Linked DNA regions of Mus musculus: region 1 is linked to region 2. The links are chromatin contacts, called in public Hi-C maps. All regions are on one chromosome and are shown on one strand. The core of a region is the stretch at or near the end of the contact, and the rest is flanking DNA. Distances in the headings are between cores, read along the strand shown. Region 1 overlaps Frs2 (fibroblast growth factor receptor substrate 2). Region 2 overlaps Cnot2 (CCR4-NOT transcription complex, subunit 2).

What was found. Hi-C and Micro-C count contacts between places; a contact is called where the count stands out from the background.
Region 1: a contact with region 2 is called in a Hi-C map of CD8 T cells, with 1.8 times the contacts expected there. The contact joins two enhancer-like sites.

Annotation. Positions count from the first base shown.
Region 1 is chr10:117,117,085-117,120,303 of GRCm38.p6, forward strand. All of the region lies in intron 1 of Frs2 (fibroblast growth factor receptor substrate 2), which reads right to left. Among named protein-coding and RNA genes, the nearest start is that of Frs2, 30 kb to the right of the region's middle. Within about 2 kb of position 1,542, at least 70 of the 459 cell types and tissues checked have an H3K27ac peak or open chromatin away from gene starts, as enhancers often do. A contact at or near this core is called in CD8 T cells, where this site is marked.
Region 2 is chr10:116,558,007-116,561,471 of GRCm38.p6, forward strand. The region is part of intron 1 of Cnot2 (CCR4-NOT transcription complex, subunit 2); the gene reads right to left. Among named protein-coding and RNA genes, the nearest start is that of Cnot2, 22 kb to the right of the region's middle. Within about 2 kb of position 1,350, at least 50 of the 459 cell types and tissues checked have an H3K27ac peak or open chromatin away from gene starts, as enhancers often do. A contact at or near this core is called in CD8 T cells, where this site is marked.

The DNA.
Region 1 (3,219 bases), core at 292-2,791, 560 kb after region 2:
CAATCTCTACCAGAAACATCAGCATACTATTAAAAACAAAAAAAGCTAGCCTCAACTATACTACAAGCACAGGGACAGCCTGGGCTACACAAAACCCTGCTCCAAAACTAAACAAAACATTCGTTTAAAATAACTGCTGAACATAGCCATGATTCCAAGTCAAAGAAACTCCACTTCATGCCTGGATTTCTATTTTCAGTAAGCTGAGCTGTCTGACTACCCCAGTGTACCTACCCTCTGGACAGCAGGACAAGTGACAGCTAGAAGAAAAGCTAATGACAAGGTCAGAACAAAAAGCCACAGTCAAAGAATTTATACCCACAACCTTTTCAAAGCTTCTTCTAAATTATTTGATTATAAGCTGACAGCTTCATAGATAGGGATTAAAAGTAAAGTAAGATATAAATATGTTCAAACTCAACAGCATAAAAAATTACTCATGAATATTCTATGCCATATATTTATTGATCAAGCTTATATTCTCAGAAATTAAGATACCAAAAATGCAATGTGCCTTGCTCTAATAAATTCTTATTACTGGTCTATATCCATGAATGTTTCTTGTGTACCCAGAATTCCTTGTCATAAATGAAAAGCATTCATTAGTTTGTCATCTATGAGCCACAGTATCTTTGCCCTCACTGTCTTCTGATACCCCAGAGTCAAGGTCAAAGATTCCTACATTCTTTCTTACCTGAAACATGTCTGAGTGACAGCCAAGTCCTCCCTGGAATGTCCAGAAGAACGTACTACTGATTTAACTCCATTTACTGAATATACAGAAGGGTCCTACCAAGGGCTATGGCTATACTGTGTGCTGTATGCATGTGTACAAATATATGTTAGTTCACGCACTGTGCACACACATGGTGAGGACAGAGGCTGGTGTGCAGTATCTTCCTTTATCACTTTCCACCGCACTTACTTATTATTTGTGTAGTTACATGTGTGTGCATATGCACATGTATGCACTACAGCATATGTATGGCAGTTAGGTGACTCTCCTAAGTCACTCGTGGATACAGACTCGTGACTAGGTTGCCTCTTTCCTCCATGGGTTCCAGGAACCAAACTCAAGTCGTCCTGCTTCGGGAGCCTCCCTTTCAGCTGCTCAGCCACCAGCAGCCTAAGAACTCACTGTCTCTCGTCTCTCCAGGACTAGGATTCCAGGTGCACAGCAGCACATGAGTTTCTTTCTGTGGTGCTGGGAAACTCAACTCAGCTCCTCATATGTGCACAGAAGCCCTGAGCAAGCTGAGGCATTTCCCCACCTGGCGATGTTTCAATCTGTGATTATTTGTGTCTGCTGCAAGAGGGGTAAAGAGTTTGAAATGAATCACAAGAACACCCGTCAGCCCTCTGAAGTGGCTGTGGCACATGATACAAAAACAAAGTCCTGCATTTAACCTCCCAAGTCACATGCAGAAAGTCCTCAAACTTAGTGATCTTTAGTGGTGGTGGTGGCGGCAGCGGCTGTGGTAGCAGCAGCAATGGGGAGGCAGAGCATGAAGGAGGGCCTCAGCAGCCACAGCACAGCTAAGGCAGAGGGAGGGACAGAGTGGGCTGGGGCGACAGCAGGAGCAGGACTGACTCCACAGCTGAGAAGCACTAGGAGAGCTCCGACATACAACTTCCTGTGACTGTAGTAACAACCCAGGGGAAGGACACGCACTGCTCTACAAACTGACTTCAAAACATTTATTTAACCAACACTCCACGGTGCTTATCATGTAGTAACTGACTGAAGCACTCTACAATTCATTTAATCCTCTTTATAGCATAAGTACACACTATATCTGATAGATGAAAATATTAAGGCTCCGAGAATCTCTTACCCAAGTTACACAGCTAATTAAGTGGTAGAAACAGGAATCAAATACGGGTAGCCAGACCTCTAAATCCACACTCTTAATCACTCCGCTAAGCAGTCACGTGGTGTGGATGCATGACTGATTTTCAGGGTACACCATCCTAACTATGTGCTAGACAAATATCTAAAGTTTCATTATCAGGAGAATTATATTTGGTAGTAAAAACAAATCAGCACTCATTGGTTACCCAACACCAAGTGGTCAGCCCTGAAAACATACACACAAGTAACATGACATTAAGGTTATAGTTAATATATTTAAGAATACACAAGACAAGAGAAGTGACCATCAAGGCTTCTGGAACTCTTACTACAAGCAAGACAACATGTTAGATTCTGAAATAATTTCCAGGTGTGTTAATACTAAAAGTAACTTCTCCATGAAGAGAAAACTATGCAGAGTAAGTATGTCTTACACCAGTTCAAACAGTGCTGAGATGAAACAAAAGACATCTGAAGACAGCTTTACTGTCTTATAATTTCTTAAAGTACTAAAGGAAATTTTGTGTTCATATAAAAACATTAAAGAAAATATAAAAATAAGGAAAACTTAAAGAGATACTTCTGAAACCAGCAGGTGACTGGAAGAGAGAAGGAGGACTCTGGAGAAAAGGGCAGAAGCAGCCTTCACGCTCTATAGTAAGAAGTAACCAGATAGGATAACCGTGAAACGGGGGTTTGTCTGCTGTGCTCGACGTGCAATGTTTACAGCATATCTTTCTGTACAAGCACAACGAAGATTTCCTTTCCATCATAACCACATGAACAGATCTCTGCCGGTGCGTTTACTGTGTCTATTCTCAGCCCTAGGCTATTTTTGTACCCAATCTCAATTCGGAACTGGGATGCTATCTGTCTTCAAAATGCTGAGTTTCTGGCAGAAGCGCAGCTCCATGTCTTACAGAACTTTCATGCTCTACGACAAATCTTTTAAAGTGGAATTCTTATTTAGATGTAACTAAAACCACCTGTACATTTAAAGTATAAATCAGGACCTATTAGGTACACTGTTCACTGGTACAATGGATGAAAACTTGTCTCTAGTATGGAGAATGGTCCTGGTGTTTATTCAGCAATTTATCTTAGAGTTAAACAGGTTAATGCCTATTACTTACACATTTTATTTTAAGGAACTAACATTCCCAACTTAGCTACATAATAAATGCTATTATCCCACCACTAGAAAAGCAGAGAAATGTTACACAAAACTCTAATTTCCAAAACATTATGCCCAAACTGTCTACTACTAAATGTAGCCATCTTGCTTATCAGAATGCCACAGTATCACAAATCCAATGTCTATGCAGCCCTTAGGTAGCAGTCTAATACACCAAAGCGCATACGAACTT
Region 2 (3,465 bases), core at 100-2,599:
GAGGAAGAAGAGGAGGTCATCCTTGCTGCACTCTCCTCCACGGCAGTCTTTATTTAACTCAGGGTCTCTGCAGTTGTTGCTGTCCCAATGATCTCAGCTCAGTTTTTCAATGCCAAGCACCTTCCTAGCACTGACCTTTCTCCTTAGTTGTCCGTCTTCACAAAGGCCTGCCCCGACCATCCAATGTCTGAGTTGTGTGCAGTTGTTTTGTCTGCACAGCCTTAATATCTATCTAAGTCCTGTACAGAGGCTCTGTCTATTGTGCTTGCCGGTCTTGTTTCAATAACCAAAAACATCACACATTGCATAAATACTTTGCTGAATTAATGAACCACAAATTACACTGAATACTGACTGCAACTGCACCAAACAATATTTTCCTTAAAAGGAATGCAATACTAACATTTTATATGGCAAGAGTAAGAACAGCAATCAGAAAGTTACTTTTAAAAATTGGTTACTGAAAATAATTTTTAAAAAAATCTTAAAAAGTCTTTTTACTGCCCTTGATATTCTGACATAGGACCAGGCTTTCTGAGAAGACTAGATTTTCCTTTCAAGTTTTCCAATTTTAATTCACTTAAAAATGAATACCTTAAAGGTTTAAATACCAGACTCCACTTTTTTCCCTCCTTATCGTAACAGCTGCCAGGCCATACAGATCTTCCGGTTGGCTCCTCAATCTCGTTGACCTTGTGAATACTACTGTTGTTCCTTTCTTCTATTCCCCATATCATTTAAGAATAAATAACCAAAGCCGGGCGTGGTGGCACACGCCTTGAATCCCAGCACTTGGGGAGGCAGAGGCAGGTGGATTTCTGAGTTCGAGGCCAGCCTGGTCTACAAAGTGAGTTCCAAGACAGCCAGGGCAATACATGTCTCGAAAAAACAAAAAACAAAAAACAAAAAACAAAAAGGAGGAGGAGGAGGAGGAGGAGAAGGAGGAGGGGAGGAGGAGGAGGAGAAGGAGGAGGGGAGGAGGAGGAGGAGAAGGAGGAGGGGAGGAGGAGGAGGAGGAGAAGGAGGAGGGGAGGAGAAGGAGGAGGAGGAGAAGGAGGAGAAGGAGGAGAAGGAGGAGAAGGAGGAGGAGGAGAAGGAGGAGAAGGAGGAGAAGGAGGAGGAGGAGGAGGAGGAGGAGGAGAAGAAGAAGAAGGAAGGAAGAAGGAAGAAGGAAGAAGGAAGAAGGAAGAAGAAGAAGAAGAAGAAAAGAAGAAATAATAACCAATATAGTCCAAGAGTAATCCTACCTTCCTTGTCAGTAACTGACTTACTAAGGGGCAAAGGAGAACTTACACCTTTATTTTCCTAAGGCACTAACGGAAATGTGGTATTTACTTAACTGAAACACAGCTAAAAAGCCCACAGTGCTAACAGCTGTCTTCAACTGTCATTTTTTTTCACCACTGAAACTCAGATATATCCAATCAGTTCAGCTGCTTCAAATCTCAAACTATCACTTAACACCAGTATTAGCATAAACATTACAATGTTTCATTAGACTTTGTGATAAAACACCTCTGAATATACAATCACTATTTTTAAACCAATATTCTAATGTAATAGAACTTTCAGAAGCATATTTATCTTGCACATATGAAGAGTCTGCATGTTTTACACAAGACCCATTCAAGAAACAAAAGGTTTAAAATCTTTACAATAAGACAACTCGGGGATAACTCTCAGAACACAAACATCTTGTTTCAATGGCTCAGCTGTTAAGAGACTGCTCTGCCAGAGGTCCTGAGCTCAATCCCAGCAACCACATGGTGGCTCACAACCATCTGTAATGGGATCTGATGCCCTCTTCTAGTGTGTGTTCTGAAGACAGCTACAGTGTACTCATATAAATAAAAAATAAACTTTAAAAAAAATCTAAAAAATTAAATAATATATAACTAACTAGTGGCAGCCAGGTAAAATAGAATCAAGAGATTTCTGGCTCAAAATCCAGACTATATCATCTTTGAGCAAGAAAGAGAATACTTCCCTGTTTAGGAGGAACGCAGTCTCTAACTAGCCTAAAACTCAAGAGGCAGGCTAGGCTGGCTGACCAACTAGCAGCCCCAGAAAAGCACTTGTCTCCAGCATTGAGATTACAAGCCTGCATCACTGCACCTGGCTTTAGACAAAACAAAACAAACAAAACAAAACACTATGGGTTTTAGGGATCAAATTCAGGTCCTTAAGCACCTCTCCAACTGAGCCCAAGACATAGTCTTCTATGTAACTAACAAGAGCTTCAAGCTATCTAAAATAGTAGCTCTGAAACTAGAAACTAACACATACAACTTTACAATTGATTATTCAATATTCTTCTCAGTTATAATAGGCCACATAAACAGAAATCAGAAATAGAAAAGCCATACACTACCATGTACAAGATATTTAAAGAATACTATAAATTACCAAAAAAAAAAAAAAAAAAGTGTGTGTATCTGAGTTCATGCATGCGCGTTTGCTGAGGACTTTATCAAAGACTGTGGGCATAGCAAGTGTTCTACACCACTCAACTAAACTAACAGCCCCGTTCACATCAGGTATCGAGTTAGACCCTGGCAAGCGTGGAGGCTACTGGGGATGGGCCGTACCACATAAGCATCAGCTGGTAAAACCAAGGACTGACCTGCAGACTCCCAGTACCACAGAAGAGTGAAATTTGAATCATACCTCTAACCCAGGAGAAGTGACATTCTGAACTGCCCTTAAGGTCACTAGATATCTATCAAAACCTTAAGATTACTTACAGCCCTAGGCCTTCTGATAAAGGACAAATCCAAATCAAACTGTCAACCACGTGGACTGAATAAAGCTCCTGGGGAAAGCTGTTTGTACTGCGGTGTGCAGTGTGCAGGCTACAACTTGAACCCTTAGGTCAGTGTCCACTCTCAATCCTGCTAAGCGCATGTTCCCCATTGGTCTAGGCACCTATGTGTCATCTGCAATTCTTTCCATGGGGATTACAATGACTAGGAAGCTGGGTGTGGGGAGTGGGAGGTGGGGCAGAAATTCTGATCACACTAATGTATATTATTTTTTTATTTTTATTTTATTTTATTTTGGTTTTTCGAGACAGGGTTTCTCTGTATAGCCCTGGCTGTCCTGGAACTCACTTTGTAGACCAGGCTGGCCTCGAACTCAGAAATCGCCTGCCTCTGCCTCCCAAGTGAGTGCTGGGATTAAAGGCGTTGTATATTATTTTTTAATGATAAATTTTAAAGAACTGAATATGTAAAAAGGATGTCTTCTGATGAATGCACAGCTTTAGTTAACTAACTTCCAAAAGCAAAGTAATTCCTAAATCAATCTCTAAAAGACCAAACAAAGAAATACACCTAGGGTATACAGAGGATAAGTCATAATGAAAGACAGAATAAACAGATCAATAATTAAAAACATAACAAATGTGAAATGCAGGTAAACTCATACTTTGTGGAAATGTACAATTTTAAGTGCTTATATTTAAAA